7 separate regions of the Mus musculus genome follow, and all the other regions are linked to region 1. The links are chromatin contacts, called in public HiCAR-type, HiChIP or PLAC-seq and promoter capture Hi-C maps. All regions are on one chromosome and are shown on one strand. Each heading gives the region's core, a stretch centred on a gene start, on an enhancer-like site or on the middle of the called end of the contact. The rest is flanking DNA. Distances are from core to core; before and after follow the strand shown. Region 1 holds the start of Mfsd9 (major facilitator superfamily domain containing 9). Region 2 holds the start of Nck2 (non-catalytic region of tyrosine kinase adaptor protein 2). Region 3 holds the start of Fhl2 (four and a half LIM domains 2). Region 4 holds the start of AI597479 (expressed sequence AI597479). Region 5 has its middle 35 kb from the start of Gm39633. Region 6 overlaps Mrps9 (mitochondrial ribosomal protein S9). Region 7 holds the start of Mrps9 (mitochondrial ribosomal protein S9).

The links. Promoter capture Hi-C pulls out the DNA fragments that hold promoters and counts their contacts. HiCAR-type assays count read pairs that join an accessible place to other places. HiChIP or PLAC-seq counts read pairs in DNA pulled down with a chosen protein or histone mark.
Region 2: a promoter capture Hi-C map of pre-B cells shows a contact between it and region 1, with 11 times the contacts expected there. The contact joins the promoter of Nck2 here to the promoter of Mfsd9 in region 1. A contact is called at or near these places in 3 of 39 promoter capture datasets (hippocampal neurons, liver and pre-B cells).
Region 3: a contact with region 1 is called in an H3K27ac HiChIP or PLAC-seq map of the NIH/3T3 cell line, with 8 times the contacts expected there. The contact joins the promoter of Fhl2 here to the promoter of Mfsd9 in region 1. A contact is called at or near these places in 2 of 39 promoter capture datasets (both in liver) and 1 of 115 datasets of contacts at active chromatin or transcription factors (the NIH/3T3 cell line).
Region 4: a contact with region 1 is called in a HiCAR-type map of astrocytes, with 7 times the contacts expected there. The contact joins the promoter of AI597479 here to the promoter of Mfsd9 in region 1. A contact is called at or near these places in 4 of 39 promoter capture datasets (the 3T3-L1 cell line, cranial neural crest, embryonic stem cells and 1 more), 7 of 115 datasets of contacts at active chromatin or transcription factors (the NIH/3T3 cell line, astrocytes, embryonic limb bud and 4 more) and 1 of 9 other capture datasets (adipose tissue).
Region 5: a contact with region 1 is called in a promoter capture Hi-C map of pre-B cells. The contact joins the enhancer-like site here to the promoter of Mfsd9 in region 1. A contact is called at or near these places in 7 of 39 promoter capture datasets (the 3T3-L1 cell line, the C10 cell line, cranial neural crest and 3 more).
Region 6: an H3K4me3 HiChIP or PLAC-seq map of stem cell-derived neural progenitor cells shows a contact between it and region 1, with 8 times the contacts expected there. The contact joins the enhancer-like site here to the promoter of Mfsd9 in region 1. A contact is called at or near these places in 6 of 39 promoter capture datasets (the 3T3-L1 cell line, the HPC-7 cell line, cranial neural crest and 3 more), 1 of 115 datasets of contacts at active chromatin or transcription factors (stem cell-derived neural progenitor cells) and 1 of 9 other capture datasets (embryonic tail).
Region 7: a promoter capture Hi-C map of pre-B cells shows a contact between it and region 1. The contact joins the promoter of Mrps9 here to the promoter of Mfsd9 in region 1. A contact is called at or near these places in 14 of 39 promoter capture datasets (the 3T3-L1 cell line, 3T3-L1-derived adipocytes, the C10 cell line and 9 more), 2 of 484 Hi-C or Micro-C datasets (CD4 T cells and Th1 cells), 3 of 115 datasets of contacts at active chromatin or transcription factors (astrocytes and embryonic stem cells) and 1 of 9 other capture datasets (liver).

The regions. Positions count from the first base shown.
Region 1 is chr1:40,789,008-40,792,737 of GRCm38.p6, forward strand. It overlaps Mfsd9 (major facilitator superfamily domain containing 9), which reads right to left and starts at 1,650. Exons shown (of 6, transcript NM_172499.2): 1 at 1,478-1,650. The coding sequence starts at 1,612.
Region 2 is chr1:43,443,873-43,447,602 of GRCm38.p6, forward strand. It overlaps Nck2 (non-catalytic region of tyrosine kinase adaptor protein 2), which reads left to right and starts at 1,879. Exons shown (of 5, transcript NM_010879.3): 1 at 1,879-2,155.
Region 3 is chr1:43,162,350-43,166,079 of GRCm38.p6, forward strand. It overlaps Fhl2 (four and a half LIM domains 2), which reads right to left and starts at 1,612. Exons shown (of 6, transcript NM_010212.4): 1 at 1,353-1,612.
Region 4 is chr1:43,096,816-43,100,545 of GRCm38.p6, forward strand. AI597479 (expressed sequence AI597479) reads left to right here and starts at 1,895. Exons shown (of 4, transcript NM_133818.1): 1 at 1,895-2,047. The coding sequence starts at 1,949. It also overlaps a transcript of Tgfbrap1 not described here.
Region 5 is chr1:42,916,241-42,919,970 of GRCm38.p6, forward strand. No RefSeq gene overlaps it. Among named protein-coding and RNA genes, the nearest start is that of Gm39633, 35 kb to the right of the region's middle. Within about 2 kb of position 1,776, at least 26 of the 459 cell types and tissues checked have an H3K27ac peak or open chromatin away from gene starts, as enhancers often do.
Region 6 is chr1:42,875,796-42,879,525 of GRCm38.p6, forward strand. The region is part of intron 2 of Mrps9 (mitochondrial ribosomal protein S9); the gene reads left to right. Among named protein-coding and RNA genes, the nearest start is that of Gm23126, 11 kb to the left of the region's middle. Within about 2 kb of position 1,661, at least 42 of the 459 cell types and tissues checked have an H3K27ac peak or open chromatin away from gene starts, as enhancers often do. A contact at or near this core is called in stem cell-derived neural progenitor cells, where this site is marked.
Region 7 is chr1:42,849,086-42,852,815 of GRCm38.p6, forward strand. Mrps9 (mitochondrial ribosomal protein S9) reads left to right here and starts at 2,148. Exons shown (of 11, transcript NM_023514.4): 1 at 2,148-2,341. The coding sequence starts at 2,207.

The sequences.
Region 1 (3,730 bases), core at 400-2,899:
CAAGATGTGCTCTTGGATATATTATTCTCTTAAATATAGTATTACACGTCTCAAAATTTTACATCAGACTGGATTTACCATGTGCACGGCATATGGCAAACAGCAGAGGGTGTGGGTCTCCAAGTCTGTGTTGGAAGGCTGCACAGAATGAATGATGTATGAACTGCTTGATTTCATCGTAACTCCCAAACTATTGTGAATTCTAACTCCCGGTAGTTGCTGCTACCCTCTGGGTGAAGTCTGAATGTTCCAAGTGAGGGCCTGAGTCTTTTCCACATATAACCTTCGTGCCCTCTGTGGTGGGGCCTCAGCAGGTTGGAGACGTGCATCACCCCAGTGGATGACAGTCAGCATCCTTTCCCAGAAACATCCACTCCCCAGCTTTGGATTCTGAACAACCAGACTACACAGTGGAAGTAAATAATGTCTGCATCCCTAAAGTACAACCAAAAAGCAAGGACATTACTCTCTAAAGTCAAGGCAGGGAGCCTAAGAAGGGAAACTGTATATCTTGGGACCTGCAAAGTATACTTTAGGCAGAGATATCTCTCAGGCATGGTACTCAATACCTTCTAGCTCGGTGAATACAGACATTTGGTGAAATCTACTTCTTTCAAGATTCTAACAAGCATTAATTAAACGGAACCTCTACCAACTGTTGGACAATTTGGAATCCAAACAGAGGCTGCCTCTCTGTTCCTTAGCTACATGGCTCAGCATGCTAACTCCTAATTCCAGCAACCCTTCAGTCTGGAAAAAAAGAGTAGACTTACTTCATCTGGACAGGGAACAATAGGAATTGTTTTCTCAGGTTCAGTGCCAATCAGATAGATACCTGCCACAAAGTCTTTTCCCACTGATCATTCAACTAATTGGTTCCGTCTGCCTGATGAAGAAATCCTACTGAAAGATTTTTCCGGCTGCTTATAACCAGGCCTATTGAACTAAACCTCGCCTTGAAAGAGGAGCCAGTGTGAATCAGGGTCCAAGACTAAGACTGTAAATTCTCTGGAAGCAGAAACTGCTTATGATGTCAGTGCTCCAGGGCATGTACCACACGCGGCAGGCATTCAGAAACTTCATGAATATTCATTAGTAATGAAACTTCATTAATAAACAGATGGATGGGAGAATAACTTCTTAAGCTTCTCATTCTACAGGGCAAAGGACTATTTGTGGACCAAACCAATACACACATGCACAGACATTATAGCAAAACAAAAACACATGCCATTTTGCCAAAGACAATTGTGTGCCGTTCACCTTAACTTCCAATCTCCAGCTTTAAGGCCTCCAGTGTAGACCCCTCCAGGGTCAAGGAGTCACACCTGAGGTCAGTGGTGAAAGGGCAAGAGGAGGCACCTCACAGCACACTTCAGACTCCGGGCTGGAGCTGTGTAAAATACCCGGGAACTTGAGGTAAGTGCAAGTCTGCAGAGACTTGGTGCTTTTCCCCAGCCCCGGTGCGGGCACTCACCAAGAAGCCTACAAGGTAGAGCCAGAGCAGGAAGCGGCGGGAGCTCACAGCACTAGACGGTGCTGTGGCTGTCACCGGGGTCTCCGAGGCTAGATCCTGCCTCGAAGCCCCGTGCCCCGGGACCCCCAGCGCCATTCCCAGGAGGGCTGGGGGTGCGGACAGCTTAGCCGACTGCAGACCACGCCCCCGCCGTGGCCACGCCCAGGATTGACCACGCCCATGGCGGAAGCGATCTGCGTGCGCCTGCGCAGATGGAAGGTCGCGCCGCTGGGTGGGTGTGACTACTGTTGTGGTGGTACCTACCGCGGGCGTCTTAATTCAAGATCGCAAGTTCTGTGACAAGTGACTGGTGCCATCTTTCCTCGCTCCCTGGTGGTGTAAGGCACGAAGGAATTGTGTCTTTTTGCTAGTACCAGGTTTTCTTCAGTGATAGCCGTTCTGGCTTTAAGGATCACAGACCCAGGGCCCTACTTCCTACTTGGCTCTACAGACCTGGAACGAGTTAAGGTGGCTGTGGAAGCTTTCGTATGCATTTGAAAAACAATGGGTAGTAATTTAGAGAGACTTCTAGATATCCAAGAAGTCTGTAAGCATTAGTCAGCACTTCGTAGCTCTACAAGGAAAACAGGCCAGAAATAGGCTGAGAGTTGGGCTTCAGGGAGTAACAGGAGCACACCATGAAAAGCATGAAGAATTGTAAATAATAAACGTACAATAGAGAGATACACAAAAGTTAGAGGACACGTGACATAAGGAAGTGTGAGCCTTGGTGTGCTTGTGGGATCTGCTTAAATCCAACGGAACTCAAACTTCAGGGCGATGCAGATGACAAAAACTTACTATAACCAAGACACTATTAATCAATCAGGGCCACAGAAAAGACAGGAGAGCTGAACTATGATCTCAAAGAGATACTGTATAGCATAGTTAAAGCAGGAAACCATAAAGAGAGGGGGAGCTGGGTGGGCTGTAACATTGTCAATCATATTTAAAGATAAGGGGTTGAGCAAGGGCGTTTCCATCAATCAGGATAGGAGTAGGTTCCTGGACATGGGAACATGAATTTTGTTTGACCCTGCCAGCCAAGATGGAAAAGTTAGTTGTCCCTGAGATATCTGGACTCAGACAACTGTTTCCTTACAGCAGAAGCTGTTCAGCTATAGCGAACTCCCCAGCTCCCTAGGGCCTGGGACCTTGACTTGACTTTCTCCTCGTGATTAAATGGAAAACGAAATGGTAGAATTTAGAATACATTCCTTTTGCTTGTTCCCAATGTGCTGACCAAAGAAGTAGAGTCTGTAGTGCCTTAGGCTTCAAGATGGGTGTGACCAAAACATCCAAACACAAAGATGTAGAATAAACAGGGTTTCAGTCATCTATAGCCTAGAGGTTTCATTCTGAGAGCAGTGGACAGAAACAAAGTAGATGTGTGATATTTAATAGTTAGTGAACTATTAACCATTGTCAGTAGCCCCACTTCAGTTGTGTGAGCCCATGTGCATGCAAGCACAAGCTCCTGTGTGTGTGTGTGTGTGTGTGTGTGTGTGTGTGTGTGTGTGTGTGTATCAGGTAAAATGCCTTGGCCTACAGAAATCTTTGGCTGTGGCTGCTTCCTTATGGGATCTGGAACAGAAGAAAACCAACACCTACTAACAGCATTTCTTAAGTTTTGTCACAGAAGAGACTAGAATTAATAGTTCAAAGTCTGACTTGATTCCCTGAAATTGAAGAGTCCCCTCTGCAGTCCCTCAATTTACTCAAACCATAGGCAGAGCATTTTGAATGAATAGCTCATTCAGAGTCTTGAGGCACTTATATGTCTCCAGACCATAAACCTTCACAGCTTCCTTAGGCAACCACAGCCCTTCAGTAGTGTGGCTGTCCACAGCTCTATGGTAGTGTGGCTTTCCACAGCTCTATGGTAGTGTGGCTGTCCACAGCTCTATGGTAGTGTGGCTGTCCACAGCTCTATGGTAGTGTGGCTGTCCACAGCTCTATGGTAGTGTGGCTGTCCACAGCCCTATGGTAGTGTGGCTGTCCAGTTAGTGCTCTATCATCACAGCAAAGTGCCAGAGAGAATTATAAAGGGAACTGACTTTCTTAGGCTCACACTTTGGAGCTTTCTAGTGTTGTGGGCAGGGTGGGTTTAGAGGACTCTTGGTAGAGTGTCCATATTCTTTTGTCCCAGGACAAAGGATTGCACAACAACACATAAATATAAATGAAATTGGAGAAAAATTATTGAGAAATGAA
Region 2 (3,730 bases), core at 629-3,128, 2.7 Mb after region 1:
GCAAACTTTATATGCCCCAGTACAGGGGAACGCCAGGGCCAAAAAGTGGGAATGGGTGGGTAGGGGAGTGGCGGGGAGGGTATGGGGGACTTTTGGGATAGCATTGGAAATGTAATTGAGGAAAATACGTAATAAAAAAAATGTGGAAAAAAAACCTAAGACACCTCTCTCTCTCTCTCTCTCTCTCTCTCTCTCTCTCTCTCACACACACACACACACACACACACACACACACACACACACTGATCTATCATCTATGGATTTAATTGGGGGCTTGCTTACAATTCCAGTGGCTTGGTCCACTGTCATCACGGTGGGAAGCTTGGTAGCAGCCAGGCATGTTGCTAGGGAAGTAGCTGAGAGCTATACTCTGATCCACTGTGCAGCAAGCACACAGACACCCAGACACACAGGTGCTGGCTAAGTTCAAAGCTTACTCCCAGTGACTCATCTCCTCCAACAAGGACATACCCTCCTAATCTAAATAGTTTACTAACTGGCCTGCAAATATATGAGCCAAGGGGAGTCCTTCTTGTTCAAATCTCCCTGGAGATCTTATACAGAATCAGTGAGAGGAGTCTGAGGCCACTTTTCAAAGCAAAAGCTTAAAAACTGTGTCCATATCGTCTTACTTATTTAGCATAAACTAATTTTAAGTAGGGCTAAACTATTGGTTAGAGTTCTGCCTTCATTGTTGTAAAGCTAGATAGTAACAAAGATGAGGTCTGTAACAAAGAACGGATGAAGCTAGCATCTCCGACTGGAAGAGACTGTTGGGTGTGCTGATTTTGTACAGGATGCCTCCTAGTGCCCTCGTGTCAGGCTACGTGCCAGGTACTTAACATAGAAGGCAGGTAAACATCTCATGTGATAAAGCCGAGGAAGTTGTGAAACACCTGTGTAAGGTGACACAGTTCAGGAGCCTACGGTCAATGGCTGCGAGGACTATAGCCAAGCTTCCTCACGTTACTTATGCCTGGGAACTTCCTATAAGAAGGCAGGCAACTTTTCTTTCTTTCTTTTTCTTTTTTTGTTACGTAGGGTGAATTGTTTCTGCCTTAATAAGGAGGAAACAAGGGCTAGGGTTGAATCTCATTAACATAAATGTGAGTCGTCCGACCTGAAAGCGGAATTTATTTGAATATCAGGGGTTCCTTTGGGGTATAAGGAGCGAAGGAGCTTGGAGAAGAAACCTCTGGATCCAGTCCTTCTCTTCGATCCAGGGTTCTAGCTTTCCAAGTTTGCTTATAGGTTAGCTACTACTCAAGTCTGGGAGAGCAAGGTTTCCTTCTAAAGCTTTCTCAGCCTCCTGTACTAAAGAATTCCTGGGCTCTAATAAACTGGCCAGGACGCTGCGGAGGCAGCTGAGGTCGGGTTTCCTCTCCTCCCCCACTAGGAAGTGGTCCCGCCTGGAGGTTGGGGGTGGGGGGGATGGAGTAAAAAAGTGTCTGGATGGGAAAGTAAATAAATGCAAGGCAAATAAATAAAGAAAATGCCCACAAGCAATTACTGGGAGGAAGTGACATTTTTATGTAAGTCACTTTTCTGACAGACACCAGGCCTGTTTGGCTGAGAGTGCCGTGGGAATGCTTGGGGGGCGGGGTAGGGAGGTCGCTGTAAGGCTCCCGACGCACAGCCGGGTGCGGAGACCACCCGGTCTCGTGGGCTGCAAGTGGCACCTCCTTATCCCTAGCAGCCCCTCCCGGGTGCCCCCAGCTCCAATCTAGAGCGGGTTACGGCTTGAAGCCCCCAGGCGGCGCTTTCCCGAGGCCTGGCTGGGACTCCCAGGTGGGTCCCCCGCCCCGCGTGCGCCGGGCTGGGCCGGCCCCTGGGCGGCGTCACGGCAGCCAGGGAGGAGCGCGGGCGGGGAGCGCGCGGAGGCGGGCGCTGCGCGGGAGGGTCGCCGCCGCGGATCGCAGGCCGGTGCGCGCGGCCGAGCGGGCGGCGGCGGCGACGGTGGTGGTGAGGAGGGCTCGGCGGCAGGCAGGCTCGGGGCTCCCGGGCCGGCGGGGTCCGCCGGGTCCAATTGCGTCCGCTTGGTGGCGGGAGGAGGGAGCGGTGCAGACAAAGAGCGGCATCTGGGCGGGCGCAGCGCGGCCGCCGCCCCGGGACTCGCGCTGCTGCCCTCCGGCCTCGGCGTGCACTGTGCGGCGAGGTAAGGCGATGGCGGGGGCTGCAAACTTGGGCCGGTCCGTGGAGTTGGAAGAGAGGGGCGAGCGGGCCGCGGCCGCCCGGGGAGGGCCAGGGAGCGCGTACCCCTGCGTACCCGGCCGGTGCCCTCAGCCCCGCCGCGGCCTGGCGTCCCCGGGCACCCGCACCTCGGATACACACACCTTCCTGCGAGCCCTCGCCTCCCTCTGCCTGGGGCTGGCGTGGGGGTGGGGCGCCCTCCGCGGGCGGACTCCGGGGACCAAGGACCCAAAGCCCTCGGGAACACTAGCAGCCCTGGCCTGTGGGCGGGCGTGGGACCGAACAGTGGCCAGGTCGCCGGGCGCGCGTGCCTGGGAAGAATAGCCTGGGATCTGAGGGCCACAGCGCTAGGAAGCGGGAGGCTGCGATGGCCGGGGAGAACTTCCAGTATTTAGAACTATTCGTGATCCGGCACAAAGCTGCTGTCACGTTCCATAAAGGAGGTCCTTGCCTCGGCGCAGGGCGCTTTTGTGCCTGGTTCCTTCCAGTCCCTGCGCCCGGTCCCGCATTTCCAAGACTTAAACCTCCTCAACCAAAGTTTTTCCCGGTTGCTCTGCCCCCTCAGTTTATTTATTCAGGGCGATTTAAGCAAGTGGTTCTGCAAGAATTTGATGTGTGACTTTTAATGCCCCGGTGGCACCTCCCTTTTGAGCGCTGTTAGCTTGGCATTGTGTGGAGAGGTTTGATTTGCAAAACGCTGTTATTTATACACAACAGCGATCCTCCCGGAAGGTGTGCGCGGGTGGTGGTTAATGGATAGCAGAGGTGACTTACAGTAGTATTGTGAACAGCTTGGGGACACAGCTGGGTGCCAAGTGGAGTGGGCCCTGCCACCCTAACCCATTCAGGTTGGCCGCTTCCTCCTTATTTGGCTCTCCTTATTTTGCTAACAGGTTTAAGGCCAGTCTTGCCAAGTTTGCGTCTGTGTGTGGGATGAACAGGTCCGAGTTTGGGCTGGAGGTGCACAGGCCTGCTCCTTGGTTGACCCAAAAAGAAACAGCCCGTTGGCCAGTGGGCGTGGCTTGCTGGTATCCTCCCCTGGAGACTTCTCTGCTCCTCTCCCAATACAGGCTTTTCTGCAGAGATTTTGAGGAGGAATGAGAATAATTTTGGGTGTGTTTCCAGCCTGGGTTTTTTTTTTTTTTTTTTTTTTTGGTATAGTTAGCAACTGTGGTTTTTCTAGTCTAAAGGTCACTACTTTATCAGAACATCTCAACTGTGCTGTGGGCACTCCCTCCATTCACTTTCCAAGTGTTTATAGATACAGAGGTAGAAACCGGACTTTCTCGTGCATGTGCCTGGTTTATGTAGCGAAGGCAGCCAGTGAACACAATGGAGAAAGTGCACTTTAGACAGATAAGGTTTTACACCTTCGGGTCTTTCCTAAGTGACCACAAGTGACAATCCTCCCTTAAACTTTCTCACCTCCTGGTAGGTTAGCGTAGTTTTGATTGAAGAACGTAAAGGTCCCAGTGACCTGAAGCTGAAATGAGAACTTTGTGCAGCTGTAAAGCTTTGACTTACAGCTTACTGCCTGTCT
Region 3 (3,730 bases), core at 362-2,861, 2.4 Mb after region 1:
TAGTACTACATAGTGTTCCATCAAAAACTAGGAGTGAAGGGAATCTGAAAGAAAGAATGAGGGGGAAAATGATTTAAATCTTGTTTTTAATAAACTTTAGTTGGGTTGGGAATTCTGAAACTTAATGCAAATTGTTTTTTATGGTGGCAGGGTGTTGGTGGGGAGGGAGGATCACCATGGCTGCAGCATGTGGTAGGTTACTCCTGGGATTGCAACACTTTGGGGGCTGAGCACCAGTTTGAGGCTACCGGGGATGATGGTACTGTAAATCCCAGGCTTTCCTGGCTACAGAATGAAGCTTTATCCCAAACAACAACAACCGAAACAATCACCACACATACAGCCACACCAACAAACACCCTTTCTTTAGATCTCTCTACACTACTGCAAAATTGGCTACACACAAGCCAAGTAGTACCGCAACATGAGACACATCTAGAGCAGTATTTTGAAGACAATCTCGTGCTAAGTCCAAATTATAGTTAACTACATCCCAAAATATGCGTAAGAAAGTGCATGCCACAAGTTGGCTTCACCGAAGACAGCTGTAGACTTCAAAAAAATGCCAGCTTTGTTGAGTTCCAGAGACACAACTGAAGACTATCCAGCAAATATGGCTAGTTCTTCACTTAAGATCAGAAAAAAAGCATTTCAAGACTTTCTTTCCACAAGACTGAAATCTATCAGAATTCTTTTCATTTAAAAGTGTTGTTTTTCTCCCCCCCCCCCCCCCCCGCCATGGCTCAGGTTTTAGTTTGGGTGGTTAGTCAAGATGTGTGGTCACAGGCAAACTCCCACTTCTTCTCAAAGGAAATGCTTGGCTATCCACGTGCTGACCAGCCTGTCACCTCCTTTCCATAGACTTCAGGGACCAGTTCCACTTCATCCCCCGCCCCCCGGGGGGGGGGTTTGCCTGTGGGCAGTTCATTGTCTCCCACCACCTGGAAGTGATCCACCCCTACAGGGCTGCAACCCTCCCTCTGGACATCAAAGGTCCCTCCCCACCATTTCCAAATTCGGCTCTCCTATGCTCAGGTTCTCCAACACTCATGATTCTGGTCCTCTCTGCCCCGCATCTGCTCTTCCTGGGGGTGTCTTCCTGTAGATCAACTCTCAAGTCCTGAAGTCTCCCCTCAAGCCTTCCCCCAAGCGCCCTCCCCCACCACATTTCCGATTCACTGTCGCCCCTTCATCTCCCTCCCCTTCATTTCGAGTCCTCATCCTAAGTATGCCCAGCTACGCTCTCCTCTCTCCCGGATCTGTCCTCTCCGTTCTGGGTCCCCATCCCGAGTGTCCCCTGCAAATAGGGCTCTCCTATCGCCAGAACCTGTTCTCTCCGTTTAGGTCCCTACCCTGATGCTGTCTGCACAGCTCTGCTCCGGTCTCCTGGGTCTCCGCCCCACGGTCCGAGTGCGCTGGCCACAGGCTCTCGACGCGTCCTAGGGCAGCGGTCTGGTGGCGATCCTTGTGTCCCAAGCAGGGCTGTGGCCTGGGCGGCCGCAGTAGTACTCGCGCGGTGGGGCCGGGGTCTAAGGGAACCCAGCGGACTGTGGACCGGTGGCGGTGGCGGCTCAGCGGGCGGAGTGCAGCAGGAGCTGCGCCCGCCCTCGAGAACCCCCGCCGAGTCATTTGACCATATAAGGACACACGCGCCCGGGCGGCGGGCTGGGCGCGCTGGCCAGGAGAGCCAGGCGCGGTAGCGAGCGCCCCTCGGCAGCCAGCCGGTCGTCGTCTGTTCCCCTGATGACGCTACCACAGACCTTTTGTTTGACTTAACCTCCTTCCTTGCTTCCTGGTGTTTGGCTCACACGGTCAACCCTCGCTGCGTCCTGGCCTTGGCTCCAGGGCTAGTTGCTATGCAGTGCAGAGAGCTGTAGCAGCTGACACCCAAGGGCGAAATGACATGGGGCTACTGTCACCAGGACACGTCCGGGTTGCGGGGTCCTGCCTGAGTGCAGCCTGGTGCAAGCATGGATGGGTCATTTGCAGATTTGGGGGAAGGAACTATGTGTGTGTGGTGCACACAATGACATGGTAGCCTTCTGCGCCTTACCTTGCAGACACTTTCCATCATGGAATGAACCAAACCGATGACCTAGAGAATCATTAATTAGTTCCACTAAGGAGCTCACTGATAGAAGGCCCTTTGCCCAACACTCAAGGCTAGAGAACTGTTGAACATTCAGTGGCTCCCTCTGGGAAAAAAGAAAACACTGGTCTTAATGTGTCCTTCACACTCTGAAGGACAAGATCCTCTGCAGAGTTGGCCTTTAAAAGGGGCACGGGACACTGTTCAACACAGTGTTGGGAGGCATACGGTATCCTCATGCCCAGGAAAGCCAGCTTCCTCTCTTGAGCAAATGAGTCCATATGCGGGCACGGTAGAAGATGGGCATGTGGAGAAGCAATGAAGGCCTGGGGTAGTGACTTGTCAGTGTTGTGAGGTGACAGAAGCCACTTGATGAAGGGATTCGCTTGGGTGCAGGGTCTGTGAAGGGATCTAGTTGGTCATCACTGAGATGGTATGGCCACTGGAAGGATGGGAAGTGGCTGGCCACATTTCCTTCTCAGCCAGGACACAGAGAGAAAAGAGACTGGTGCTCAGCTTCCTCTACCCAGCTCTTGAGAAGTGCTGTCCACCTTGGGGGCCAGTCTTTCCTCCTCAGTTAAACCTCTCTGGAACTACCACAAAAATTCTTCTAGAGGTGTGTCTCCTAGGTGATTCAAAACCCAGTCAAATGGACAGTGAAGAACCATCACTGGTCGAAGCTGTTTCCATCATTCGAGGGGAGCTGAAGGCAACACGTTTTCCAGTAAAGGCAGGAAGAACTGTGTGGTGGCTTTCTTCTGGTTGATACTTCCTGATTGGTGTCACTGGAGGGTCTCCGTGGTGGAACCTCAGAACTTGAGAAACAAGGGTGTTAGAATAACTGCCACGCAGTCAACATTAGCTACCTCTGGCCACTCCAGGGATCTTCAGGCCCTTTTGGTAAAGTTAGTTATCTCAATTAAATGATGAGGACTCTAGATGAGGTGAAGAGTTTCAGCTGAGATTTGCACTGATGTCTATGAGCTAGCAAGGCCATGAGAATATCTTAAAGGATGAGAAATTCTTAACTCCCGTCATTCACTCGGGTGACTCCCTGGAGTTGACACTTTCCTCAGAGGAGAGTGAGCAAGCTGAGGTGGGACACAGGAAATCCATCCCACTCCTGTCCCCATCTTGCAATTGAGGGATAACCTAACTAAATTCCCACTGATGGTCAAGGTACACTCTATCTTGGATTCAAAGTAAAGGGTACGTAGACAGGCTAATGGCTCTGAGGCTACTCAAGTTAGCTTTCTTATATGTAAGAGCTACAAACTGCAAAATGGTCTCATGATGGTGAGCCTTCAGCCTCATTTCTAAAACTCAGGTTCAAAGAGTAACAAAACGCCGATTCTATATTTACCCTTTCCTGTTTTGTTTTGTTTTGCTGTTTAAATTCTGTGAGTTATGCATTAGCTCTTATTCTTATTGAGGTAATTAGTTGTATAAATTTTCTTCTACTAACTACAATATCTGTGCGACATTGATTGTTATGTTGCTTTCTTTTTTTTTTTTAAGGTTTATTTATTTATTTTATATGAGTACACTGTAGCTGTCTTCAGACACATCAGAAGAGGGCAACGGATCCCATTACAGATGGTTGTGAGCCACCATGTGGTTGCTGGGATCAGGACCTCCCAG
Region 4 (3,730 bases), core at 645-3,144, 2.3 Mb after region 1:
ACATGGATAGAGGGAGTAAAAACAGACAGATCTTACCTGTCACAATTTTCTGCAGATGAAGAGTCTAAAGTGTCAGCTTGAGTGCTGAGTCCAAAAAGCCACAAAGACAAGTAGTGGAGCAAGTACTTGGGACCACATTTCCAGACATGAAACTGGCTGCTTCAGACACCACCTTCTTGCTACTTCTCTCCCTTGATGTCAATCAACAGGGTACAAATGTCCAGGTGGAAGCAACTGGAGAAGCATTTGACATATTTTAGGTGCAATCTTTACAACAGGGTGAGACAAGAATAATTTTATCTCAGAGATTAAAAAGCTCTAAGGGAGAGGAATCGGGCCCTCAGTGGTCCTGGGAATCATCCATACCTGGGCTACTTAAAAACTGACCCCCTTGCCCCTTCTTAGAGTTCTATGATCAGTAACTTTCTAATATCCCTCAGTGCTTCACAAGTACACATACCTCATGTATAATCCTTATTTCAATTATTCTTCAGCAGTTTCCTGAAGAAACTGGCGTGAGACCAGCTCAGCTTACCCAGTGAAAACTGGGTTTGGTTGTAAGTTCAAGTTTCCTGCAAAACAGCTACTCTAGCAACTAGTATAACCTTATAGTGAAGGAAATGGAGCCAATGATGCCATCCATGCCAGACTCATTATTATACGACAATATAAAGGTTAATTTGAATATATACTAGCACAATAATGTTACAAAGCTAAGGCATTTAATCCCATTTGAGAACATTTGGCCCAGCTTTAAGACTTGTCCTTTCAGGGAAGGTCACTTAGATCAGCTTTCCAAACACAAAAATAAAAGGACTGGATTGAATATTTTTAAGCACTAACATTAAAATTTCCTCCCAGCTCTGTAATTGTTTCTTCCCTGAAAGCATCACATAAACTGGAAAATTTTACAAGATGTCTCTCATTACTAATTTAACATCTCATTTATTTTTCAGCACTCTTTCAAGCATATTTTTGGTAGACTCCTAGTAGTTCATATTTTCATAAACAATGCAACAGTTTCCAATAAAACGATACATTATAGAGCATACAAACTATGCTCTCATAACAGGTATGAAGTACAACCTTTTAATGTGCAAAAACTTGAGGACTCTGTCTCCTATGAATGATGAAAGAGATTTCTCACACAAATACTAGAATATAGTTGAAGCCTACAATATTTTGTTAAAGTAAAAACCACGACTTCATTGTAATTATTAGTAAGCGCAAAGGCAGTTTGCTTGGTTCCTGTCACTGCCAGTCTGTGATCTCCAATTATCCGTCCTATTGCTCATTTTCCTCATACCAGAAACAAGCATTCTAGTAGCACATCAGGCTGATCTGGGGAGTAGTGTAACAGTCGCTGGACTGGCGCTACTACTTTCTCTTATTATTTCCCACACGTAAGCTGGTCGGTTTAAAGATCTTTCCAGGGAACAATACTTGATGCTTACCATGTCCGAGGAGAGGGGATTACAGAGTGTTATTTGGGCTTACTTTATGTAGAAGGGAGATTAGGCAATAAACGATTGAGACATTGTAAAAAGCGAAAAGAAGCATGGCTTCAGACATGACAATGCCATCTGGGGTCACAGCTGTCTGCCCTCTTGTTCCATTCTGTCTCTCCACGCAGTCGGGAGAATCCCTGAGGCCTCTGCCATGGGACGTCACAGGGGGCGGGACCAATGGCGGCCAGCTCGCGTTGCTTAGCCTCCGGTGCTTTCGGCGCAGCCCGGGCAGGACTCTGCTCCGCTCTCAGTCCCAGTTCGTCCTCTTGGCTGAGGTGCGTCAGCCGAGTCGGCCAGCCATAAACTCTACTCTCTGGGAAAAGCATCGCGTCTCGGGCGCGCTGAGTGACACCAGAGTCCCGCCCCCTCACGTCACTTCCGCGACGCTTCCGCCGCAGTGCCTTGTGGGAGGCCGGCCAGGGGGTCTCCTGGCGACAACCATGGCGGGGGATGTGGGCGGTCGCAGCTGTACGGACGCGGAGCTGCTGCTGCACCCTGAGCTGCTATCCCAGGAGTTCCTCCTCCTCACCCTGGAGCAGGTGGGGCGCTCGGGCCGACCGAGGACGGACGGGCAGCCGGGGACAGGCAGGCCTGCGGGAGGCTCGTGGCCGCTCCCCGCCCACACTGATCGGATGGGGCTTGCCTCCCTTGATCCCCAAAGGAAGCCTCCAGAGAGTGACTGGAACCCCCGGGAAATCCTCTAGAGCTCGGAAAGGGTGTGACAGACGACCTCCGCTGCCTGTGTGCAAGCAACGGCCTGCGGAAGAGATAGACTAGAAGAACAGACCGGGAGGGAAGAAGTCTGGGGCAATCAGGGCTGGATCCAAAACATCTGAAAATTAGTCTGTTAGGTAGCTTCTCGCCTCTCTTAGAGACAGACACTCGGGTCTCAGAGAGATGGACCTACTTCTTAAGATCATTATCAGGACACAGTAACCGTTTGGAGAACTTAAAGCACCTAGCTTTCCAGGTGGTGCATGCACCCCCCCCCGCCCCCCGCCGCCCCTGCGGTGTGACCTAAGATAATAGCAGATCATAAAAGAAAAGTGTGATGTTTTATTTAAAATGGCAGAACTGCTGAAAGTTTCTTTAGAGTTTTATGTGGCACGTTTTGTATTCCATGTGGTTTTGCCCCCCCAGTACCGTATCTTTCTCTAATTTCTTGAAGTTCTCAGTCACTATTTTAATAATGACTTTTAACCTGTGATTCTCAATCTTTTACTCACACCAGGATAATCAAAGGCTTACTAAAACATGTTATTGAGCCCCATCATCTGCTTCTCATTAAGTTCGTTCCAAATGTGCCCTGATACTGTATTTTAACGAGTTCTTGCTGATGACCCAAGGACAGCACTTGTAAGCACTGCTGCCAGAAGGCAGCCCCTTCAGTGCCATCCAAGCAGATGACATCCTCTGGGAATGTTGTCCAAGTGTATTCAGATACTCCCATCCCAGAGTAAATGCAAGTTGAAAGCCAGCAATATACTGTATGAAAGAGGAATAAGATGATTCAACAACTTAAAAATGAAATCAAACTAAACAGCTGGCATTGTTTTTGTTTTTTTTCCATTTTTGCAAAGCATACGTTTCCCCAATTTTTCCTGTGTGTTTTTGCAATATTGTGCTCCAAGATGTTGAGACAGAACTGGGATATGAGAGAGAATAAGTTATTTAAGTTATTTAGGCATATAAATATATATATAAATATGCCTAAATGGTTGGACTGTGAATTGAATGGTGAAAATGCGGTGGGGCAGACTGCTAATGGTCTATTGTTACTGTCATCAGAATGGAGAGTTAAGTTTTCTTCTGCAGTAGTGCTGTGTGTGTGTGTGTGTGTGTGTGTGTGTGTGTGTGTGTGTGTGTGTGTTTTGGAGGTGGGGGGGGGGTCTCCATAATAAAGCCAGTACTTGGTGTACTTAAGGCACTGGGTTCAGACACCAGCACCAAGACAAAACAAATTCAGGCACCCACCACATTAAAGGAAACATGAGACATAAACACAGACTGAGACTGAGCTCCTACTCCACCAGTGTAATGGTCCGACTCAGTAGCTGCTTTTTTTTAATCTGTTTTTCTCAGGCAATGTCCCATTTTTATTTAGATTAAGAAGGTAGTGAGGTGGTGGAATATATGCCTAAATGGACTCTACTTCTGGACTTGGCCAGCAGTCCTCTCAGTGAGGGCACGTGGTCACTCTAAGATGAAGCTGAACTTGATAG
Region 5 (3,730 bases), core at 526-3,025, 2.1 Mb after region 1:
TGAAATGTACAATTCATTACTGTTTAAGTGTGATCGCCATATTGCACTAAATAACCCTAGGATTTAAGCCTATCTTAACTGTAACTTAGTGTCCCTCGGCCAACCTCCCCCAGCTCTTCCTCTCCCTCCTCCTTCAGCCTCTGAGCACTGCCAGTCTACGATCAACTTCTGAAGTCAGTGTTCTCCTTTGTCCTCATGAAGGAGGACAATGCGCAATGCTTGTCTTTCTGATGCTCACTCACTTCGCTTATTCTAATGCTCTCCGGGTCCATTTAGGCCAGAAGTTCTCAACCCGTGAGTCACAACCTTTGGAGGGATTAAAGGGCCCTTTCACAGAGGTTGCTTATCAGATATCCTGCATATCAAACATTTACATAAAATTCATAACTGTAGCAAAATTACAGCTATGAAGTAGCAACAAAAATAACTTTATGATTGGGGGGTCACCACAGCATGAGTAGCTGTATTAAAGGTTGAGAGCCTCTGGCTTAAGCATATTGCTTCTCTCCGAAGGATCCTGAGATCCTCAGAAGGATCGGCTGGAAGCACCCGTTTCTGGCAATGCTCAAACCTGAATGTAGATTGTGGTGGTTTGAATATGCTTGGCCATGAGAAGTGGCAAAAGTGGGAGGTGTGGCCCTATTGGAGGAAGTGTGACCCTTTTAGAGGAAGTGTGTCACTCTGGAGGCAGGGCTTTGTGGTCTCACATACATGCTCAAGTCTGGCCAGTGTGACAGACCCTCCTCCTGGCTGCCTGTGGAAGACAGTCTTCTCGTGGCTGCTTTCAAATCAAGATGTAAACTCTCATCTCCTCCAGAACCGCGTCTGCCTGCAGGCTGCCATGCTTTCCGCCATGATGATAAAAGGATGATATAACTCTGAAAATCTAAGTCAGCCCGGATTAAATATTTGCCTTTGTAAGAGTTGCCTTGGTCATGATGTCTCTTCACAGCAGTAAAACCCTAAGACATAAGCAGTAAATAGATTCTAGTAGTGACTCCACCATAGGAAGTCCTTACTGTCAGAGCAGAAAGGAGAAAAATTGAGCGATGTCACAGATAGGATAGTGAGTAGTAGTGGACTCTGCTCTTGGTGACCCAGAACTGTAGCATTAGGATTCAAAACAAGATTACTAAATGGAGAAGAAAAAAAAAAATTGTCCACGATCTTAGTTTTATCCCCAGCCAACAGCTGGCAAGTATTAGGGTTTTTCCTGCAGCTTGCTGGCAGGAAAGGGTGCTCTCTTAGTTGCCGTCAGAGCGCACACAATTTAAAAACCGATCTTCATTTATAGTCATCACCATCTTTCGGTAGCGCTATAAGCTTCATAATTATAATTTTAATGACCTCATAATATTCTATCCATCCAGCATATGTTCCATAATTTACTTAACTAGTTTCCATACCATTAGCCACATGCGCTTTTTTAAAAATAATACTGTAAATAATGAGCCACAAGCATATTCATACGGATGCATTTTCCACTTATCCTTAGGGTATGTCAACAAGATTCACCAAGAACAGAATTCAAGAGAAGTGGAAACTTTATAAAAATAAAAATAAATAAAAAATAAAAAAGGAAGAAAGAAAATAATTTGCAAACCATGAGGGATGGCAGCCTTCCTTACAGAGAGGAAGGGTGTGCCGAGGGCCAAAGGGAGAGGCTGACTGCTAGAGAACGCTCTCACCCAAATCCCTGTATTACTGGCTGCTTATAGAAACCCAACTTGCCCCTTTTCCATCCCTGGCTCCCCAGTTCTCCCTTCTTCCCACCCATCCCATACCCCGCCCACTTGAGTGTAACCTGAGAGGGAAGCACCAGGTCAATCCTGGTTGGTCTTTTATGTGTAAATATGTAAATGAGAGAAAAAAAAACAACCATGCCCATTCCTGATTGGTTGACATTTACATATGATTTGTAGATCCTAGTGCATTGGTCAGGTTCCACAGCAAAATTAGGTTTTTCTGAGTCTGTTTATCTTGGCACGTGACTCTTGACTAAGACCACAAAACCTGGTTTTGATACCAGGAAAAGGGCGTTTACTTGTAATGCATAACCATCAAATGCTGAGGACTCTTTGGGGACGCTCTCTTTTCCTTGAAGTTCACGGGTAATCCCACACTAACTTTTTGTCAGTGAGTGGGTAACAGATGTGAGTTTACTGCCAAACGTCTTTTCTAAAGGAATTTGCCATTTTCAGCTCTTCAGCAGCTCCTTTGCAGGAAGCTCGGCGCTGAGAGACCATTTTCAAAGGCTCCTCCTGCAAGCAAATCCTCACATGGGGGTATGCACTCTCCTGTCCCCACTGGACCCCACCGCTCGCCCTGACACAGCCCTCTGGAGTCTGGGAAGGAGTTCCAGGTGCATTCAGCCTCCAGCCGGTTAGCTCTGCTGCTAAACATCCAGGACCACTTGCCAGGATTTGCAATATAGAAGAAATGGGAAATTAGAATCAAAATGGAGTCGCTTTTGCCAACCCTAACCAGCAAACAAAGGCAAGGCAAGCTAAGTTATGAACACTGAGGTCTATCAAAACCACAATCTTCCAAAAGCAGCAACCTTTAGAATCTTCTGCCTACAGACTCGTTCAACCTTGGACTGACGTCGTCGTCCTTGTTATTATAGACAGAACGCCTCCATTGTTTTTAAAAAAAAAAAAAAGTGAAAGAGGATTCCTATCCTATGAGATTACAGTAGATCTTGTTCTGCCTTGCTCAACCCAGAAAGGAATATTTGCAGAAACAGCCTGTCTCCCGAGATAATCTGTCTTGCATGAAGCAAACTGTTGTTGGAAGAGGGATCACAGATCCATACATTTGCCCAAAGACAGCATCAACTTCCTCATTACCAAGCCTCCATAAATAGTCAAATATAGATCGGACCCTTTCCCTCCATTTCCCCAAAGAGAGAGGCTGCCCCTTGCTGTTTGTGCTAACAAATGCAGTCTCATCCGTTGAGGTCTGACTATGGTCTCTGATAGGTTATTTCTCTACGGCTGGTGAAATGAGCCAATTTAAACCAGATTAGATTATATTAAAGGCAGGTTTATTAGAAAGTTGTTCTTGGGTGGGTGAGTTCACTGGCCTCCAGGACCAAGGCCAGGGAAGTCATGGCGCGGGAGTTGGGGGTGGGGTGGTTAGGAGAGGGGTAGAGAAAGAGAATAGGGGGCTCCCACATAGAGAGAGAGAAGAGAAAAGGTTTGAGAGAGAGACCAAAATGTCTGGATTATATAGGTAAGAGCCCCCGGGAGCGTCGGGGGAGGAAGGGCAAGCCCAGCCCCTTGGCTGGAAAGTTCAGGGTTGGGGGCAGGGTATGCCAGGTAGGGACTGAAGAATGCTGGGAGAACCTGGAGGCCAGGTCTGCTTTGGTCTGTAAAATCTGCCCCTCAGTCTTTAGACCCAGGGAGAAACATCCAATGCAAGCCTCATCTTTGCTAAAACCGCCCTTGGCCTCCATTCTTTGCACACGTCCATAGTCTTCTGGGTCACATGACCACCACTGCATTATCATATTTTAGAGAAACTTTTTTTTTAAGATTCCATCCACAAATGGTGTGCATTCTCTCCTCTCTCTCTCTCTCTCTCTCTCTCTCTCTCTCTCTCTCTCCTGCTTCCATGCCTTCCACAGGCTTTTCAAAGCCGTCAATCAATACGGCCAACCAGAGTCCGTCTGCACTCTCTGTTCCATTTTACGTATGTCTGTGAGGCGACATACAGACGTATGTCTGTA
Region 6 (3,730 bases), core at 411-2,910, 2.1 Mb after region 1:
GGAATTTTCTTGTTAACCTTACTACGAAATAGCTGTGACCTTCAAAGCCAGTGAGGAAGTAAATCTATGATCTGAGAAGCTATTCCAGAATTAAATCTCAGGTTTCAGTTCTGACTCAGGGTATTTTTAGCCTGTGTATTGTTACTTAACTGAAGATTCATCTGTAAAATAGAGTTAATACATATATGACTTATTCTTTTTATTTTATTACTAATCATTCCAGTTTACATTTGTTTACATCTCAATGATATCCCACTTCCCTGCTACCCCTCCACCAACCTTGATTCCACATCTGCTTCCACCTCCCTTTTGCCTCTATGAGAGTGCTCCCCTACCCATCTACAGTCTCCCGCCCCATTGCTCCAGCATTGCCCTACTCCGGGCATCAAACCTCCCCGGGACCAAGGGCCTCCTCTCCCATTGCTGTTGGGCAAGGCCATCCTCTGCTACATTTGTATCTGGAGCCACGGATCCCTCCAGGAACACTCCTTGGTTGGTGATCTAGACTTTGGGAGAACTGGGTAGTCAGGCCAGCTTATGTTGTTCTCTAATGGGGTAGCATTCCCCAGCCTTTCCTCCAGTTCTTCTGTAGCTCCCCCACCAGGTTCCCTGAGCTCGGTCTGATGGTTGGCTCCCAGGATCCACATATGACTTACTCTTAAAATAGTATGATGTATAATATGGTTTCTACAAACTGAGAATTTTGTATTTGTATAATATTTATCAAGAACCCACGTAGCCCTGCCTTTTTGAAGTATTTTATTTAATGTCACAACCAGCAGTGAGATTCCAGGAGTGGTGGTTCCTGAAGCACAGGCTGTGTGCTCCCCTGTCTCCACCCCGGCTCCTTCACTGCTCCCTTTCTCTGCAGTGTAATTCATGGAAGTCAGGTTTTCCCTGTATAGTGCCTAGGGTGTTCAAAGCACACTGTAAGCTGTTCAACTCAACGAAGAAGCTTATTCTTATTAATCCATTGTTTATTTAAAAGTGCTTTCACCTACATTTTAACAACTGTGTACTAACTGGTTGTTAAGTGAACCCAGAAAGCAACAGAAAAAAAAATGTTTTCAGTAAAGCCAGTGAGTGGGCCCTTTGTTTGCTTCAGAATTTGTGGGGGGAAAAATCTGCATAGAATGCCCATTGGAGCTGGTTGGAAGTAATAGGTTAGGTCAGGTCTGTGCTGTCCCATGCATACTAAACAGATGCAGGCAGCATTCTGAGAGCCTGTCTTCACTGTTGTTACTTGAACAACTGAGTTATTTTACTTACTATTCTCTCTCATTCCGTTTTTTAGTCATTGCCCACCTTTAAATCTTTCAACTAGATTATAGCATTGGGTTTCTGTCTCTAAGTTAGAACTACCTTTCACTTGGATTTCACAATTTTCTGCCAGGGTCTTTGTTCACTTGTTTTTATATTTGAAGAGCTTTTCGCTCATCCTCCAGGTGCTTGCAGTGGGTTTCTTTTTCTTTTTTAACTACCCTCTACCAATTAACCTTCTCACGATTTCCCACTGCTGGCCACACTTGAGAAATATAAAGTGCAGTGGGATTCTTACGTTTGCATCTCCCTTTAGGATTATTCAGTGATCACATGATTCAGTCAGTTTCGTGCTTGGAAGTGATGCCGTGATAGCCTGCTGCTTATTGGAGGATGAATGGCCTGCGAGCTGACAGGCATACTAAATCTTCTGAGCCTGTGCACTTGCAACGCGGCCTCTGCCACAGTGCTGACAACCCTGGAGTTGCTTTGTGGATGTGAGGACGGCCTCGCAGGTGCCTTAGGCTAGTCTTCAGACAGCGGCTTGGGTGTGGGAAAATCTGGATTACTTACATTTTTTTTAACATTTTTCCTACCTCTTTGAAATGTTTCAAATTTCCACAAAATCTAAATGTTCATTGAATACATGCTCTTCACATGGGTAAATCTGACAGTGTTTTCCACATTTCCTTCACCTCTGTGTAGAATAATTTTTACTGACCAATTGAAAATCAGGTACACACCCTTCCTGTCAATATCTCCTATAGTGCAGTTGTCACTTCTAATATAACAATTCTATAATGTCACTATGTAAATGGTCTATATTTAGAATTTCCAGGTTGTCCCTCATTATCTAGTTGGTTAGAGTCTAGACACCTGCTTGGTTGTTACACTCTGTGTTCTTCCTCCTGCTCAGAGGTTGGGATGGATGGATGGAGGCGCTCCCCGCAGCTTCACCCTGAGAGGCACAGAGTCAGTCTCTCCCACTGCGGTTGAGTGCTGCTGTGACTGCCCTTTGCCTTCAGCATAGCTCCACTAGAACTCTTGGGAAAGCACCCTTTGCCCTTTGTTCTACTTGTGGTGGTCTGAATAAAATGTTCCTAATAGTGTTCCTCATATTTGAAAGCTTGATGTCCAGTTGGTGGCACTGTTTGGGAGGCTTAGGAGGTCTGGACTTGTTGAAGGAAGTGTGTCACTGGAGGTGGGCCTCAAGAGTTAAAAGACTTTTGCCATTGCTAGTTTTATCTTGCTTTTTGCTTGTGGTTTAATATGATCTCTGAGATGTTACTCAAGTTTCCTGACTGCCGCCATGCTTCCCACCGTGCTTCCCACAATGATGTCATTGTCTCAGACCCTCTGGAACTGTAAGCCAGAATAAACTGCCTTTCTCATGGTATCTTGTCACAACAATGGGAAAGTAACTGACAAAGGAGGGTGATGTTTGCGTCTGAGTTTTCTGGTCCCTGGTGGTGTGTCAGCCAGGGCTTGTGATCTTTGCCTGGATCATGACTGACTGGGAAATTGTAAAGTGATGGGCTTTCTTCCTGTGCTGCCTCTTCCATTCTTATGGTTAGTACTGTCTATTCTGTTAAGCACTTTTCTTTTTTTCCCCCCGCCTCTTCCTCCAGTGTATATGTGTACCTGCCTACTAGATTACATCCATGTACACCTGCTTGTTAAGAGTGCCGTGGGCCATTGTCATTGTCTTTGATGTTCAGATTGTCCTGTGTGTGGATTGAAATTTGTCCAACTCTAGTGTAAGTAGGAATGAGGGAGGAGTGTTCAGCGATCTTTGTGAGGGGAGAGAATGTCTGCAGTGGCACTGGCTAAGCAAGGCCAGTTACATTCCTTGTGAGAAACGCACAGGAGGACTTGTTTGAAAAGTATAGTTTAAAAACTCACCGGGGCCAGAGTTGTTGAGTGTAGAGTGTGTGTTCAGTGTGTATGAGGGCCCACATTCAGTCCTCAAAATCAAGATAAAATCTCTAGGGTAAAGTATCAAGGAAGCCATGGTGGACAGTCTGCTACAAGTGAGAACTGCTCGCCAGATTTGTGTGTTGAGAGCTCTGTCCCAGCTGGGTGCTGTTTAGGAGGAGATGGTAGGACTCAGAGCGGCTGGGGCCTGCCTGCTAGAAGATGCCCTGTAGGGCATCCACAGCCCTTTATGCATTTCTCTCTGCTTCCCGGTCACCATGAGGTAAAGGTCCCTGCCATATGTTCTCAACACGATATTCTGCGTTTGCTCAGAACCTACACACCTTACTGAAATGATGAGCCAAGATAAATCTGTCCTTTAAACTGTTTGTCTCCAGTATGGCACAGTGAATGAAACACAGGCCTGCTTGCTGCTGTGTGCTGGGATTGGAATGACTACCCGTGGGCACAGTGCACAGGGCTGTGTAGGAACACCTCTAGTCTTTACCTGCAAAGGTAGACTTGTGGTATCACATTGTAGGAGTGACACCTTCTA
Region 7 (3,730 bases), core at 898-3,397, 2.1 Mb after region 1:
ATTTAACATTTTCTTTGACCGAGGTATCAGCTTCTTTATGGTGTCTTCAAAGCCTGAGAATCTCTTTACTGTTATTTTGACAAAATTCCATTTTATTTTACATATGAGCCCTTATGCCTGAGATTCTCACTACCCCCTCTTATATTTTGTTTGTGAGGCCTTTGAGGTTCCTGTTTGAGTCCCTAAATTTTTTATTTTCAGATTTTCTCTCAGTTTTGGTTTTCTTTATTGATCCTGTTTTCTCTTTCAGGTCTTGGACTGTTTTATTGATTTCCTTCCACTGTTTGTATTTTCAGATTTATTAAAGGGGTTTATTAATTTCCTCTTTAAGTACCTCTATCATATTCATGAAGGTTACTTTAAAGTCTTTGTCTTCAACTAAGTTTCAGTTCTCGGGCCTGTTGCTGGGATCTAATGGAGACATGTTATACTGGCTGGTTTTTATTCTGTTTTTATGATGGCATGTAGGCATCTGGGTTTGGGGATGTTTGTAATTCCAGGTGCTGACATCTGGTCTTGCTTTTGCTGAGTGGGTTTCTTTTCCTTGTTTTTTGTTTGTTTGTTTTCTCTGGTTCTTAGGAGTCTGTGGTGGCTGTGTGTTGCCTGGTAGAATGCTTCTCAGATCCAGCCAGTTGTGGCTACTGGGGGTTCCAGGTACAATGTGTTTCTTGGTATTGAGAGCTGACATTTAGGAATGAAGATGGGCTGGAGGGGAGGAAGTAAGGAGGGCTGCAGAGGGAGGGAAGGTGGGTGATCTACCAGGGTCTGTTTAGTCCCCTGGGAATGGGATCAGAGAGTGAGAAGAGGCCACAGCAGTTCTGCTACAGATAAGACTAGAGGATTGGATTTGGAGAGATAGAGGGAGAGGTAAAGATCTGGAGTTAGCCTACCTGCTTTTCTGGCCAGCACTGCCTCGCCTCTAACTTATTCTTCTTCTCCAAATACTAGTCCTGGACTTCTGCCACTGAATGAAGAGATTTTCACTAATGTAAAGGAAACAAACAAAGGGGAAAATAATGATTTCCCCCCTTTACTACAAGCATCCTATTTGGAGGGGTTTTTTTTCTTCTATTTTTCTGAAGCTATGCAATTTCTATTTCCCTAGAGCTGTTTTATGAGGTGATAACTGTACGATGCCAGCACTTACTTCATAACTTAAAAAACAGATTTCTAATTTACATGTATAAATATTTTGCTTGTATGTATATGTGTCTGTACATCACAGACATGGTTGATCCCCTTGAAATTCAGAGAAGGTGTCAGATTGTTTAGAGCTGTAATTATAGATAGATAGGTAGATAGATAGATAGATAGATAGATGTGATAGATAGATAGATAGATAGATGTGATAGATGTGATAGATGTGATAGATAGATAGATAGATAGATAGATAGATAGATAGATAGATAGATAGATGTGATTTTCCACAAGAGTTCTGGGGACCAAACCCAGGTCCTCTGAAAGAACATAGAGTGTTTTTAACTTCTCAGCCTCTTACTCGGTCACCTTGATCTCGTTTTCTGAGTATGTTTTAAACTTCTAATGATAATTTCAACATTATCAAATTATTCAATGATAATTTTCAACATTGGAAAACCCTTTAAGAGTGATTTATTCAACCACTTGTATCTGGTAGAGATAACCCTAGACTTAGGGTTAGGAAGTTCAAGTTTCAGAAGGCAAAGACAGTTCCTGTGTCTGCAGCCACTCTTAATGGCTTTAAGGCTCAGAGGCAATCAGGGAGAGCCATGAAGTTGAGCAGGGAGGTGCTTTTCCTCAGCCTGTGGGTCAGACAGCTAAGAGTCAACACAATGTGTTGGAAGCCAGAATGGTTAGTTGCTGGAAGAAGAATGTCTTGAAACAGATCTTTAAAACGGGCAAGTTCAAGGGGGAGCAGAAGGCCCTTGCGGGAAGGCAAGCGGACAGGAAAGCCAGCTTGGATTGTTGGAGTGAGAATAAGACTGTGGAAGGCTTGTCTGAGCGTGGGTACCAGGAACTCAGCTAGGACTACAGCTGCTAGTAAGCCGAAAGCCATGTGCAAGGCAACCTGCTGCCGCGCACCCAATCAGCGGCGAGGGGCTGGACTACAGAACTCCGCCCCTAGTTGCAATTGCTAAGGAAGCGCTTCCGCCTGGGAGGTCTGCGCCTGCGCAGTCTCCAGGCTCCACCCCTTTCCCCTCCCGCCAGGATGTTTCTTACGGCCAACATGGCCGCCCCCTGTGTGTCCTGCGGCCGAGTGCTTTCCCTTTGGTTCACTCCCGCTGTTAGAGCTAGCCTCTGCCAGAGGCCCGGGTACTGGACAGCCTCGGCGGTTGGCTGGCAGACAGGGACCAGGTTCCAGGTAAGGTCCTGGGAGCTGGAGCTGGCGGTCCGTGTGGTAGGGTGACGTGAAGCCGGCCCACCTTCCAGGGCTGCCAGAGCCCTCAAGGTAGAGGTCGGAGGTCACGCTTGGGGATCGGGGAATCGGCCGCGGACGGATCCTCTGCAGCCTCTCCCTGGGCTTTGAGGAGCAAAGGGTTCGGCAGATGGAGTTGGGTGGCTGCCTGGGTCTTGTGATTCGTCCCGGGGAGAAGGGGAGCCGAACTCTGCGCGACCCGGAAGATGTCCTGGGCAGAGTCAGTCTGTGGAGCGAACTGAGACTTTTTACAAGTGCTCTGCGTTTGCGGAATTTCAGTTTTTGTAATTTTCCCGAAACTTGTGTGTGTGTGTGTGTGTGTGTGTGTGTGTGTGTGTGTGTGTGTGACATTAGGAGAGCAGAATTTGACCGCTTCGCTCAATTCCGGGGTCGGTGTGAAGCTGGGATTTCTAGCTTGAGTCTTTGCTTGTCGCCCGTTTAATGTGGCTCATTAAAAGTGGGAGAAAACGAGCTTCGGCTGTAATTGCACTTAAAGTGTCTGTGGCATATTCTACCGGAGATTTCCAGTAGTCCTTTCGGTGGGTGTGCCCGTGACACAGGAGGAGACCTAACTTTGAAGTCCTGTTACCTTGCAGGTTCTAATGGAAACCCAGGGAATAGCGCGCAGATGGTGTCCTGCAAGAGTAGGCAGATGAACAGGCCGAAAGAGAGGTCTCAAGAGATTGAGAACACGCGGTCAAACAAGTGGGGGTTGGAAAACAGAACAGTTTGAGTAGAAAGAGTACGAAATGTTGGAAAAGCAGTACTACCACCAGATATTGCCGAGAAGTTAAACGCTGGATCTTAGAACTGTTTTACAAAATGACTGGCCACCTTTTTCTGTTATTTGATGTTGTAACATAAACCAATTTGTCCATTGATCTGTTAAACATCTGGGTTTCTTGGTTTTGAAAATTGGAAAATGTGTTGGACATTTTTATTTCTTCTATACATCTCTTTGAGACACATAATTGCATATGAGAGGAACTGTAGCATACAAAATATGTTTATTGGTAATGATTATATGGGCAGGTGGCTCTCACTCTCCTATATTCTGAACCTAGTGTACCCTTCTTCTTTCTCTTTATTCTTATAATTATGTGTAAACAAACACATTTTACAAAATGAGCCTCGCTGGGTCACATCCCTTTTACCTTTTTAATTTACAGGGGGAATACATGTATGTGTCTTTTATTATGTCTAAAGCTCATTCCGGTTGCACACTGCTTTCTTCCCACGGATGCATGCATACACATTGTCTTGGTTACTTTTCTGTTGCTTCGAAAAGACACCTGAACAGGGAGAGACTGGGGTTGGCACAGGGTTTTGAAATCT